Regions from separate parts of the Sus scrofa genome. Here region 1 is linked to region 2. A link is a contact called in public Hi-C data. All regions are on one chromosome and are shown on one strand. The core of a region is the stretch at or near the end of the contact, and the rest is flanking DNA. Distances in the headings are between cores, read along the strand shown. Region 1 overlaps COL28A1 (collagen alpha-1(XXVIII) chain). Region 2 overlaps LOC102161092 (a long non-coding RNA gene).

Region 1 (6,983 bases), core at 397-2,896, 310 kb before region 2:
GTGAACAGATAATATCCTTTTAACATCATGCCAAAAAAAAGTTCTAGAAGTAATTGCCCACTAACATTCAGGAGAGCTAATGTTTTCTTCCATATACCCTTGGGAACAAATGATATCTAAGAGAGCTAAGCTTTGAATCCGTGTTTTGCAGTAGTTGGAGAAAGAGCATTCAGAACAGCATGAAGATAGATAGAATGAATACACAGAACCATGTCAGGGAAACCAAGGAGAAATGTTTTCAAGAGGAAAGCAATGTGTGGTGGGAAATATCCCAGCAGGGCAAGGAGAATAGACGTTAACTAGAGCTGGGCTTTGAGGTGATTTGGGGCTTATGGAAGGCCATATCACATACCCAACACATGCTGTGTCTCAATGTTGGCACTTTATTTAGTGGATTCCTACTGATGGCTTCTTCTTCTTCTTCTTTTTTTTTTTTTTTGTCTTTCTCTCTTTTTAGGGCCACGCCCACGGCATGTGGAGGTTCCCAGGCTAGGGGTCTAATTCGAACTGTAGCCGCTGGCCTATACCACAGCCACAGCCATAGCAACACCAGATCCAAGCCGAGTCTGCAACCTACACCACAGATCACGGCAATGCTGGATCCTTAACCCACCGAGCAAGGCCAGGGATCAAACCCCCTACCTCATTGTTCCAAGTTGGATTCATTTCCTCTGTGCCATGCCAGGGACACACCTGCTGTTGGCTTTAGATCAATAAATTAAGTTTGGTAGTGAGTGGGAGGAAATAAATAGTTGTGGATAGATTTCATCTCTATTGGCAAATGATAATGATAAAATAAGTGATTTTGGGACATTTAACAAGTTTTTAAAATTTTCTGTCACTACTCTCCATCAGTATGTGTGTTAGGGAGTTAATCATATATCTGTGGACTCTATAGTTACCTCTTCTTCTTAGAAAAGTGTCTGGTTTCTGATGACTTTGGTAGAGTCCAGTGGTTCTGAAAGTGTGGTCCCAGGAACAGCAGCACCAGCATCACCAGGGAGTGCATCAGAAAAGTAAATTATTGGACTGCCATGCAGAACTACTAAATCAGGAACACTGAGTGTGGGGCCCAGCCATCCCTAGGTGACTCAGATGCATGCACAGGTGTGAAAAGTGTGGTACCATCATTTCTGTTATAAGTACAGAATGGCCTTGGCTACAAAGCCCAAGGAGTTCTTTTGGTGAGGTGGGCACACACTTAGGTATAGTGCCTTGCTGATAAGCCTTAGAAGAAGGAGAGTTTGGGAATGCCCTGAGGCTTCTGGTTGAAGGTAATGCAGTTCCCTGCGGAGACCACAGGTGTAGACAAGCCTGTTGGAGAATACCAGGCAGTTTCTAGCTCTGCCCTGGGTTGATGCTCACTCATCTTGCTGCCAAGTGAATTATTGGCTTCCTTACAGAGAAAGGACTAGCCTCTCCTCTGAGAAAGAAATGGAGCTGGATTTGAAAAATGTCTCATTTTACATTTTAAAACTGAAATAGCCCGAAAGCTGAAAAACAGCAGGAAAAAGCATAGATGGCTCTCTTCTGAAACTGTGACTGTCTCAGAACCATCTGTTAATAGAGTGAGAAGGCAAAAGAATTGTAAGTTCAAAATCCCCACAGAAAGATAGTGAACATTGAGTCTAGAAAATATTAAATCCTACTGAATAAACGGGAAGCACTGAACAGTTCTGAATTCATCTGATCTGCTCAAGAACATCGACAAACCCTGTACAGCTGTGCTGGTCCTGGGGAACATCACTTTACAGTTGGTATTTACTGAGGATCTGGCCAGGATAAGGTTAAGACGTTGGAAAGACTATTAATATAACAATTGTTTTTATAATTGTTTTTGTTAGGGGGATGAAGGAAAGAAAGGGAGCAAAGGAAATCAAGGACAGAGGGGATTTCCTGGGCCAGAAGGACCGAAGGTATGTTTCTTATATTCTCGTTTATGTTTTGGGAAGATGGTAATTATATATGGTTTTAATGGAATATTAGATTTCTGCTGTTTCTTTTTTAAATGATTTTTATTTTTTCCATCATAGCTGGTTTATATTCGCTGTTTCCTTCTTAATAAATTAAAAAAAAAGTCCCCAAATGAAAAAGGCTTTAGAAAACATACTGTTCCAGACCATAATAGTATCAAATAAAGAGACTGCATAGAACATGAGATCTTCATTGGAATGTTTATGCTTCTTTTTCTTTTCTTTCTTTCCTTTTTTTTTTTTTTTTTTTTTGTCTTTTTAGGGCCACACCTGAGGCATATGGAGGTTCCTGGGCTAGAGGTTGAATCAGGGCTGCAGTGTGTATGCCACAGTAACACAAGATCTGAGCCACATCTGTGACCTACACCACAGCTCACAGCAACACCAGATCCTTAACCCACTGAGTGAGGCCAGGGATTGAACCCACATCCTCACAGACACTATGTCAGGTCTTAACCTGCCGAGCCACAGTGGGAACACTTATGCTTCTAGGAGAGCATCTGTGTGTCGGTCCTCTCTAGTAACAACCAGATATTCAGAAGTTGAGATGAAGTTAGGACCATAGGAGACAGCAATTCTCCATCAGCTTGTTTGGCTGAACAAGAACAGAAACGTTGCAGATGGAGAGGTGGTTCAGTGAGGATGAAGAGCAGGGCTTCACAAGGTGGGGAGTGGACTCCCACTCTGCACCATCCTAGGAACCTTGGGGCACCCATCACTTCAATCGTAGGGGAAAAAAAAGAGTAATAGTATCTATTTCTCAGCGTCGTTGTGAAGACTAAAAGTGAGTAAAGCACTTAGCACAGCTCCTGGCACATAGTAAGTGTTCAACTCATGGAGTCATTCAGAAAGGAAAAAATCAATACTGTGAAATGGAAGGTGGGGCGTAGGTGTCCTGATAAACTGTCCAAGATGGGATGCTGAGGAAGAAGTAAGGATATTGTGAAGCAAGCAATTAGGTGTCCTGACTCAAGCAGGAGAGAATATCGAGGTCGTCCAGATGTGTCAGGAAACAGAAATGGCAAACCTGAGAGAGTTCAGTCCTCTAGAAACATGCTAATTGTATGAAGGAGTGTATTCAAGGACCAGACTATTAAAGTACCTCTAAAAAAAAAATGTGCCAGCTAGACAGGAGCAGACACAAAACAAAGAATGCCCTGTAGACCAATGATTCTTCAACTTCACTGTCCATCAGTACTGCCTGGGAGCTTGATACAAACCCCTGTATCTTGGCACTATGCCGAGAGATCTGAATTTGGGACGTGGGTGGGTCCCAAGAATCGGCTTTTCTTAAATAAGTGCCTTCTGTTGCAGATGGTTCAAGAGGCAAATGATGAGAAAAGCCGTCATATAGGAAATGTGTTGTATTGGAACAGTGATTACTCTTTACGTCTTAGTTAGTCTTAACGTGAATATTTTTCCGTATTTTGAAAAAAGCTTTTGTTGATGAAGAATTGCCATGTTTTCCTATGATAAACTATAATGGGAAAGAATATTAAAAAAAGAGTGTATAGGAATTCCTATTGTGGCCCAGCAGGTAAAGGACCCCGTGTAGCCTCCATGAAGATGTGGGTTTGATTCCTGGCCTTGCTCAGTGGGTTAAGGATCCGGCATTGCTGTGACTGTGGCATGGCCCTAAGCTGAAGCTCTGATTTGACCCCTAGCCTGGGAATTTCCATATGCCAAAGGTCCAGCCATAAAAAGGAAAAAAAAAAAGTCTGTATGTATATTCATACAACTGAATCCCTTTGCTGTAGAGCAGAAATTAACACAATGTTGTAAATCAACTATACTTCAAGAAAAAAAAAAGAATTGCCCTATTTTAAAACAGAATCACACCTCAATAAAGGTCTTTAAAAGAACTGCATATGTTCTATATACATGAATTTGTATCTAAAAGTAATTGGTCTCTTTTTAAAAGAGTAGAATAGATTCAATCTAGAAGCATAATTTTGCCTAACCGTTTTTTTTTTTTGTGAAAATTTTACCAGGTTAGTGTTTTTTTCTTTGCCATGGGATTGAATAGGGTGGTTATCTGTGGCCCAAATCCTGACCATGTCTGGAGCCATTGCCTCACAGGATTAGAATTAAGAGCTAGCACTTGGATCACTGGCCCCCTATGCTGGTATGCTTGGATTGGGTAATCAGCACAGCGGGAGGCCTGGCTGTGAAGATGGGCATGGCTCAGGGCAGGTGTGATTACCAGTGAATGTGATGGATAGAGTTCCTCTTGGAGGAGGCAGGAGAACCAAATAGTTCATTCTCTAAGGCAGGAGGAGGCAAAATTTTTGGTGAAAGTGCAGGCGGCAGATATTTTAGGCTGTGTGGGTCAAGAAGCAAAACTAAGGATATTATGTAGGTGCCCATGTAACAATTGTTTAAAAATGTGAAAACCAGTTTTTAGCCTTGGGGGTGCAAAACCAGGTGGCAGGCAGGATTTGGCCCACAAGTCCCAGCTTGCAGCACTTACTCTAGATCAGTCTTTTCCAAACTGCTAGATTACACATCCCTGCTAGTAAACAAAATTTGGCCACACTCCAATAGAGGTTTGTTTATTTTTCAATTGTAGTTTTTATTCATAAACTATTATATGAGAGTTCCCATCGTGGCTCAGTGGAAGTGAATCTGACTAGTATCCATGAGGATGCAGGTTCAATCCCTGGCCTCGCTCAGTGGGTTAAGGATCTGGCATTGCTGTGAGCTATGATATAGGTTGCAGATGTGGCTCAGATCCCAAATTGCTGTGGCTATCTATGGTGTTGGCCAGCAGCTGTATCTCTGATTCCACCCATAGCCTGGGAACCTCCATATGCCATGGGTGTGGCCCTAAAAAGACAAAACAAACAAACAAACAAAAACTATCATGTGTCATGAGATTTACATAAATAATTAAAATTTAAAAGATGAGATAAAAGCATCCAATGAAGCCCTAATATATTCTTCTCAGATCCCAAATTGGTTAGTTTGAACACCCTGTGTGGAGTGTACACTCTCTTTTAAAGACAGCTGTTTTGTGTGGTGTTTTTAAGTGAAATAATGGTACCTTCATCAGAATCACCTAAGCTACCTCATAAAAATTCATATTCCTGGGTCCAGCCCCTAGAGCTATTGATATAAAATCTCTCAGGCTGGGAGTTCCTGTTGTGGCTCAGTGGAAATGAACCTGACTAGTATCCATGAGGATGTGGGTTTGATCGCTGGCTCCACTCAGTGGGTTCAGGATCCGGCATTGCCAAGAGCTGTGGTGTTGGTTTCAGATGTAGCTAAGATCCTGCATTGCTGTGTCATAGGCCGACAGCTGTAGCTCCAACTGGACCCTTAGCCTGGGAACTTCCATATGCGGCCCTGAAAAAAAAAATCTTTTGGGCTGAAACCCTGGACCCCCGTGTTTCATCAGGTTTTTCTGATGATGTATCTGCTGCCTAAATTTGAGAATCATTGGTCTAGAAGCAAGAGGTAGATATATTGTCTGCTGTTCAGACTGAGTCTTTATTGAGACTCCTATTGAGACAATAAAACAAAACTGAGATACGTTTTAATTTTTTCTGTCCAAAATTTAAAAAAAAAAACGTAAAGTCTTGACTTCTAAAGAGGGATGTGAAAGAGCATAAAATGAAAGACTGCTGTACTGTGGGCCAGAAAGTAAAGTAACAGAGGAAAAAGGTATAAACTAGAAGGAACATGATTTATTTACCAAGTGTACCCCAAATTTATAATTGTTATAAGTGAACAAATAGTTACCTCTGAGCTTCCTGGCACACAACATGAGAATGAATCACCACAAACTGAATACTTATTATTTGCTAGTAAAATGATGCACAGGAGAGAAAAATTCCCCATTACTCAGAAATTAACTAAATGCACTTATTAAAGGCTCTGAACTCTTAGTGATCAGTAACTTTAGGGGTGATTTAACAAAGATGCTTAAAATATTTTTGCATTGGTCTGTGAATATTATGACTTAATGTGTCACAATACTTTTAAAATGCTCCATCACTTCTCAGCCTTTTGGATAAATCGAGTGTAATACTTTAAAATGCTGGAAACACATATATATATATTTTCCTGTAATAATTCCTATATGTTGTTTTTGTGTTCAAAGTATAATGAATACTTTGCTCTTTTTTTTTTAAGGGTGATCCAGGAATTATGGGCCCTTTTGGAATGCCTGGAGCATCAATTCCTGGACCACCTGGGCCAAAGGTATGCATTCCTGGGAATTTTTTTTTCCTCTTACTTGGATCTTTGGCAGTTGGATTGGGGAAAGATTTATGAAACCAGTGAACTAGAATTTTAGTTTTGGAAGAACCCCAAGATATTATATAGTTCAACCCTGCTATTTCATAATTAAGCTGGTGAAGGGCCAGCAACAAATTTAAGATTAGAAACCAGATGTCTTGCTCCTGGTCTTGAACTTGTCATATTACCTTGAACAACCTCTCTTAAATCCTAGACTCAAATGCATGTAAGAATTTATTGCCACTTATTCAGAATAATCTGCAAATCAGAAAGTCTAGCAAAAAAGAAATTCATTCAGATTTAAAAGCATTCCCAGACATTTTCACAGTCTAAATATTTGAGTCTAGATAGCTATGTATTATTTCAGTGGTCTTTCTCTGAATAGCTTAGTGGTCTTTACTGACAGTTTTTATTTGCTGAAGATTTGAAAATCTCCTCAAATGTATTAGGATGTGCTCTATCAAGATCTGAGACTAACAGATTAAGCCCTTTCCAATTGGCCAATTGCTTTTCTGCTCTGTGCCATAATGGTTTCTCACACAATGTAAAGCCCGAAACTGTGAACATTATTTGAAATGTACAGGGAGATAGAGGAGGACCTGGGATGCCTGGATTGAAAGGAGAACCTGGAATTGCTATCCGAGGACCAAAGGTATACTTTATGTTCTTTTGTTTGTTTGTTTCCTATATGTAAGAGAAGCGAAAGTAGATTTAGTGCATCATAAGTCTTTGATGGGGATTATTCCACTTTTAGTCGCTACGTTGATGGAC
Region 2 (7,071 bases), core at 3,811-6,310:
TGCAGCTACAACTCCAATTCAGCCCCTTGCCTTGGAACTTCCATATGCTGCAGGTGTGGCCCTAAAAACCAAAAAAGAAAGAAAAAAGAAAATATCCAAATATCCTATGTTGGTGACGGTTTTGAAGAAGAGTTTTCTCAACTATTGGCATAAGTATAAATTAAGTCAGCCCTTTGGGATGAAAATTTGGCAGCATTTGTCAAAATATAAATATATTCATATTCTGCTCTTGCTGCTGTAACAAATTACTACAAATTTAATGGCTTTAAACAATACATATGCAAAACACAAATATAAATTTATTGATTTAGGTCAGAGTCCATTACGTAGGGCATAATCTAGTATGGGTCTCACTAGATTAAAATCAAGGCATCATCAGGGCTCTGCCCCTTTCTGGAGACTTTAAGAGAAATCTGTTTCCTGTTTATTTCCATGTCTGGCAGATTCAGTTCCTTGCATGTTGTCAGAAGTCTTCATTTTTTTGCTGGCTGTCAGCTGAGGGCAGATCCAGAGTCCACCTGTGGTCTTTGGCTCATGGTACCCTTCCTCCATCTTCAAGGCCAGCCATGACAGCTCAAGCCCCTCTCACACTTCACATCTCTTCCTCCTGTCCCAGTTTTGACGCAGTGAGAAAAGGCTTCACTTTTAAGGACTCATGTAGTTAGACTGGGGTACCCACATAACCCAGGATAATCTTCCCATCACTAGGTGAATAACCTTAATCATGTCTGCCAAATCCCTTTTACTATGTAAAAGACAAATTCACAAGTTCTAAGGTTAGAGCGTGGACACCTTTGAAAGGGATAGGAAGCAAGCATTATTCTGCCAGCCTCTGTAAAATATACATTCCCTTGTACCTAGCAATTACACACAGAAGCGCACACACCTTAAAACCTGAGGCTGGGAAGTTCCCAGTGTGGCACAGCAGAAACAAATCTGACTAGTAACCATGGGGTTGTGGATTTGATCCCTGACCCCACTCAGTGGGCTGTGGTGTAGGTTGAAGACTCGGCTCAGATCCTGCATTGCTGTGGCTATGCTGTAGACCGCAGCTGTAGCTCTGATTCAGCCCCTAGCCTGGAAACCTCCATATGCTGAGGGTACGGCCCTAAAAAGCAAAAACAAAAAACGAAAACACCTGAGAGGATAGGGGCTTGGTGAGAGAGAGAGAGAGGTAGAGATGGAAGATTTACAAAGAATTAACTGTGTCAAACTTAGCATTATGAGATGTTAAGAAAAATATGGAGAAAGGCTTTCAAAGTTGCCTGGGGCATTTTAAATCCAAATTGCTATGTTTAGTTAAAATATCAATTGAATTTGAAGGGGGAAAAGGGCATTTTCAAATGTTTAGAGAATAGAAATTTTTTTCTCCAACACATCTTTTCTTAAAAAGTTACTTGAGGAGTTCCTCTTGTGGTTCAGTGGAAATGAACCGAGCTAGTTTCCTTGAGAATGTGGGTTCTATCCCTGGCCTCCCTCAGTGGGTTAAAGATCCAGCATTGCCACGAGCTGAAGTGTAGGTCGCAGATGCAGCATGGATCCCAAGTTGCTGTGACTGTGGTGTAGCTCGGCAGCTGCAGTTCTGATTAGACCCCTTGCCTGGGAACTTCCATATGCTGCATTTGCAGTCCTAAAAAGCATTTTACAAAAAGAGAAAGAAAGATGAAGGTGGGGTAGGGTGAGGGTAGTGCATAGGAAGCAGGGTAGTAAAGTCCCAGGATGATCGCTGGCAGCAGCCTACAGAGCACTCAGCACACATTAGAGCAGCAGGACTGGGGACTCCAGATAGAAACCGAACAGAAAAAGCCTGTGGTGGATAGGACTAATTCACAGAGAGCTTGAAAATACTGAGCTTATAATAGAGGTACAGAATTCCTAGTCTAGGAGTTCCCGTCGTGGCGCAGTGGTTAACGAATCCGACTAGGAACCATGAGGTTGCCGGTTCGGTCCCTGCCCTTGCTCAGTGGGTTAACGATCCGGCGTTGCCGTGAGCTGTGGTGTAGGTCGCAGACGCGGCTCGGATCCTGCGTTGCTGTGGCTCTGGCGTAGGCCGGTGGCTACAGCTCCGATTCAACCCCTAGCCTGGGAACCTCCATATGCCGCGGGAGCGGCCCAAGAAATAGCAACAACAACAACAGACAAAAAGAGGCAAAAAGACAAAAAAAAAAAAAAAAAAGAATTCCTAGTCTAAAACGAAGTAACGTGTTCTGTTCTAAGCAGCTGGTGAAGTGTAAAAAAACTGTCGAACCACAGTTTTGATCTCTGGGCAGCAAATAAGTAGTCTCTTTTGTGTGAAATTGGGCAATCATGGCCCTGGAACTGTGAAGCAGAGAACAGCGCCTGAGCATCCATACCTTTATGCCTAGTCACACCTGGAGTGTTTGTATTACGACTTTGTGTGGGAAAATGTCAGGAAGGATACAAGGGGCGGTGTTAACAATTGTGGTTGGAAATGGGAATTGAGTATGTTTTCTTTTTGTTTATCTGTATTTTTCTAAATTGTCTAATTGTCAAATTTCTAAATCTGTTTGTTAGATATGTGATTTTAGTGGTGTCAATGATTTTAAAAAGAGTGTAGAGAAAATTGTGACAATGTTATGCAGGAAAAACATGGACTTTGAAGATAGAAGATGTCTTCAACTCCTGGCTTTAGTGTTTATGAGCAAATCAAGAGAGCTGGTCATCTCTTTAAGACCCAGCAGGACCAGTTAAGAGGCCAAAAGCAGGTTAAAAGACCTTCCAGGTGTACATTCGAATGTTCTGTGTCTTAAAGTGCCAAGCATGTGCCAGGCACAGGAAACAGAGGAATAAGATACAGGAAGATCTCCAAGTCAGAGAAGGAGCAGACCAGGAAAACTTTAGTCACATGGCAGAGTGAAGGGCACTGGAGTGCCCTGGAACTCCAGAAAAATGGAAGCCTCACCCCCTCAAACCAGGGAGGGTCCCATGAGGCTTCTTGGGTGTTTTTGCTTTTGTTTTTGTCCCGCAGCAATGCCATATCTGAGCTGCATCTGCAACCTACACCACAGCTCATGGCAACGCCAGATCCTTAACCCACTGAACGAGGCCAGGGATTGAACCAGTGTCCTCATGGATGCTAGTCAGATTCGTTTCTGCTGGGCCATGACTGGAACTCCTGATGAGGTTTCTTATAGGAGGTGACATAAGACAAGCAGGGACAAGTAGGAACATGGAGGACATGGAAAAGGCATTCGTGGCAGGGGGATGGCATACTTGGTGAAAAGATCTGGTGATCCTGCAGCTGCTAGTGGCCTGGGGTGGGGGTTAGAGCCTGGGGGGCGGGGGGCCATGTGTGATCCTGGCATGGTGGGTGGGAGTGGGTCCTGAAGAAGCTACGAACTCTCCTAAGGTGCCTGGGCTTTTACAAGATTCACTCTGGTAATGGATTGGAAAGGAATGTTGCTAAGGTCATTATAATGTGAGTATAGAAGAATGTATGTGACCTTCCTGCCGTCCTCATCTAACACCATTTCCTCTACCTCCCCTGCTGTTCCCAGGCTAGGGGTTGAATTGGATCTGGAGCTGCTGGCCTATGCCACAGCCACAGCAACACGGGATGCTTAAACCACTGAGCAAGGCCAGGGATTGAACCTGCGTCCTCATGGATACTAGTCAAATTTATTACATTTTTATTTTTTTATTTTATTTTTTTCTAAAATGTTATTTTTTTTATTACTCAAATGAATTTATCACATCTGTGGTTGTATAATCACCATAACAATTTGATTTCACAGGATTTCCATCCCACAACCCAAGCACATCCTCCCACCCCCCAAACTGTCTCCTCCAGAGACCATAAGTTTTTCAATGTCTGTGAGTCAGCATCTGTTCTGCAAAGTTCAGTCTGTCCTTTTTTTCAGATTCCACATGTCAGTAAAAGCATTTGATGTTGGTGTCTCATTGTATGACTGACTTCACTTAGCATGATAATTTCTAGGTCCATCCATGTTGCTAAAAATGCCACTATTTCATTCCTTTTAATGGCTGAGTAATATTCCATTGTGTATATGTACCACATCTTCTAGATCCACTCCTCTGTCAATGGACATTTGGGTTGTTTCCATGTCTTGGCTATTGCAAATAGTGCTGCAATGAACATCAGAGTACATGTGTCTTTGTGAGTCATGATTTTCTCTGGAGGGAACTCCTTACATTTTTATTCTTAAACTTATTGGATCACTTACCTATTATAGCCTTGCTCCCCAAGTAGACTGTAAGCCCCACAGGGCAAACACTGTGTCTGTTTTATTCACCAATGCAGTGTACATACCCTGTGCTGGAAGAGTAGTGGAAACTTAGTAATTATTATTTGTTGAGCAAACAGATGCCCAAAATAAGGCAGCAACTCTGGAGATGGAAGTAGAAGGCAGATTTGAGAATAGATGGAATAGACAGAACCTGATGATTGATTGATTCAGGCAGCTGTGCTGGGGTGAGGGTTGGCATGAGGGTTGGGGTGGAAGAGGGCAAAGATGCATCTTCTGTCTTCTAGGGGCCGGACTTGGGAGACATCAAAACTGAGCTGGTGGTTGTAGGGCGAGGGTGGGTAGGCTGGGGAGGGGTGGGTTGGGATGAGAATGAGTTCTCATCAGGGAATTATTGCAATGCTGAACTCATTCCGCAGGTTTAACTCCCCTGCCTGCCTGCTCTTTCAGTGGTTCTTAAACTTAGAATAACCTGGAAAGACTCCACACGGGGACCTTCCTTAGACCAATTAAGTCTGAGGATAGGGGCTGAGCATCAGTATTTTTATACTTTTAAAATACGGATATTCCAGTGAAGACCTTTGTCCTATGGGTTTCCCGATGAAAGTTCTCTTCCTGCCTCTTCCCTCAGAAAGCCTGGGTTTATCAATCATCTCAGCTCACTGATGCCCCACCTGCCCCCAGAGGCATCAGCTGGCTTCTCGTCTTCACCAGGGTTGGGTCCTGGCACTGAAACCCCTTGACAAATATTTGTGCTTTTCATTAGCCACTGCCTGGCAGATGTGTCCCCTTGGCCAATATTTGCACTTGTGGATGACTACACTTAAAGTTTAATGATGTGTTTTACTTAAGATGTATAAAGGATGTGAATTACTTGTTTTCCTGTTTGCTTTTGAACCTTGGGAAAGGCCCAGATGATCCTCTTTAGTCCTTATTCATTTTCTCAAACATTTCTCAATTTGGGCCTATAAAAATAAATCCAATGATGTAATATCCAATCTCTAATTTCTTGCCAATAGCCAGGAAGCATCTTTTTGGTTGGTAGTGCATTGAGGGGGAGAGACAGCACATTGTGTACCAAAACAAAATTGGGCTGTGGTTGTCTTCTGGGGTAATCCCTAGTGGTTATGTATTATGGACGTTACTCCAAGTTTCAGTGGTTTTCAAGACCCCAGATAAACAACTGACAGTAAGGAGACCCAGAAATGAAACCTTGTTGCTTGTAAATTAATATGTTAAAAGACAAGAAGTTTTTTTCTTCTTCTTCCAAGTTTATACATTATTTGACAGTAGAAACTTTGCGTCTTTGTTCCTTATTTAGTTTATACACACATTCTTTGATCCTGGAGACAAGTTTTATACTTGCAGACTTTGATTTCTTTCATGGCAAAGCTTCTGGGAGAACTGATGGGAGGAGAGATGGCTTTTTGCCAGTGTAAGCCTAGTGAGGGAGCAGAAAATGGCTCTTCCAGGAGAAGGAGCCCCACGCGCATAGGACTTGGTTTGGATGAGGAAATGCAAGTGATTGGCCGACTGGCATATAGCTGGGCGGGGCTACGTGAAGGCCTAGGCTGAAGCGATGGGAGGACAGAGGGCAGATAACAGGGGGTCCTGTATACTTGCATGCTACCCCACAATCTGTGGTTACTCCTTCCTCCACTGTATCCCACACATTGATCTTCCCAAAATGTAGATCATTTTGCTTCTCACTTAAAGATAAATATATATCTCACTATGTTGCCCAATTCTTTAGATTCCCTCAGTCTATTTTTTTGAGATTTTTTCCCCCCTGCTTCTTTATTTAAAGGCAAAGGATAGAAGCATAAAGCAGCATAAAGAAAAAAAATAAAAGGACAACACTGGAGTTTCCACTGTGGTACAGTGGGTTAAGGATCATACTGCAGCAGCTTGGAGCCCTGAGGAGGTAGGTGTTCGATTCCCAGCCCAGCTTAGTGGGTTAAGGATCCGGTGTTGCTGCAGCTGTGCCATAGGTTGCTGCTGCAGCTTGGATTTGATACCTGGCCCAGACACTTCCATAGGCTGTGGGTGTAGCCAAAAAAAAAAAAAAAAAAGTAGAAAGAAAAACCACAGGCAGGCATTGGGGTTCCAAGAGACATTCTGCAAGGGAGCCTAAACAGAGTCATTTCTTTCGCACACACGAGACTACACAGCCTGTATGACTTGAACCTGTCGAATTCCTCGTGAAGAATTTACCTTTAGGACAAGTCTTGAAAAATCCTACAGTATTTAAGTCCTTTAAAGAGTCAATTAATGCTTATGAAATGGGTTGTTATAAGAAAGCAGCAGGGTCTGCTGCTTAAGATCTTGATTCCTTCTTACCCCAACCTTATTTGTCTGCCAATTTCGGCATTTTGCAAATGTTCCTTACTCTGTTCTCGGGTGGCTGTGTGCTGAGAGCACTGAACCCCAACCACTAGACCACAAGGACCAGCAACTTGATGTAGGTCCCCAGTCCTCATCCCTTTGGAGAAAAAAAATTCGGGAACAAAACAGCATAGTGAGGCAAATCAAGTGTTTATTTATTTATTTATTGCTTTTTAGGGCCACACTCATGGCATATGAAGGTTCCCAGGCTAGGGGTCGGATCAGAGCTGTAGCCTCTGGCCTACACCACAGCCACAGCAACACCAGATCCGAGCCTCATCTGCAACCTACACCACAGCTCATGGCAATGCCAGATCCTTAACCCACTGAGAGAGGCCAAGGATCAAACCTGGATACTAGTCAGATTTGTTTTGCTGAGTCACGACAGGAACTCCAAGTGTTTATTAAGAGAGAGGTGTGGAGAAAGCACAGGCCTGGCTGGGGTGGGGTTGGGGGGCAG

What was found. Hi-C and Micro-C count contacts between places; a contact is called where the count stands out from the background.
Region 1: a Hi-C map of retroperitoneal adipose tissue shows a contact between it and region 2, with 2.3 times the contacts expected there. The contact joins two enhancer-like sites. A contact is called at or near these places in 1 of 5 promoter capture datasets (liver), 26 of 47 Hi-C or Micro-C datasets (alveolar macrophages, blood, brain and 14 more) and 2 of 2 datasets of contacts at active chromatin or transcription factors (alveolar macrophages and skeletal muscle).

The regions. Positions count from the first base shown.
Region 1 is chr9:77,748,329-77,755,311 of Sscrofa11.1, reverse strand. It overlaps COL28A1 (collagen alpha-1(XXVIII) chain), which reads left to right. Exons shown (of 35, transcript XM_021063396.1): 21 at 1,845-1,916; 22 at 6,108-6,176; 23 at 6,796-6,864. The region is part of intron 2 of LOC110255476 (a long non-coding RNA gene); the gene reads right to left. Among named protein-coding and RNA genes, the nearest start is that of COL28A1, 90 kb to the left of the region's middle. Within about 2 kb of position 1,646, at least 1 of the 83 cell types and tissues checked has an H3K27ac peak or open chromatin away from gene starts, as enhancers often do. A contact at or near this core is called in retroperitoneal adipose tissue, where this site is marked.
Region 2 is chr9:77,436,835-77,443,905 of Sscrofa11.1, reverse strand. All of the region lies in intron 3 of LOC102161092 (a long non-coding RNA gene), which reads left to right. Among named protein-coding and RNA genes, the nearest start is that of C1GALT1, 69 kb to the left of the region's middle. Within about 2 kb of position 5,060, at least 2 of the 83 cell types and tissues checked have an H3K27ac peak or open chromatin away from gene starts, as enhancers often do. A contact at or near this core is called in retroperitoneal adipose tissue, where this site is marked.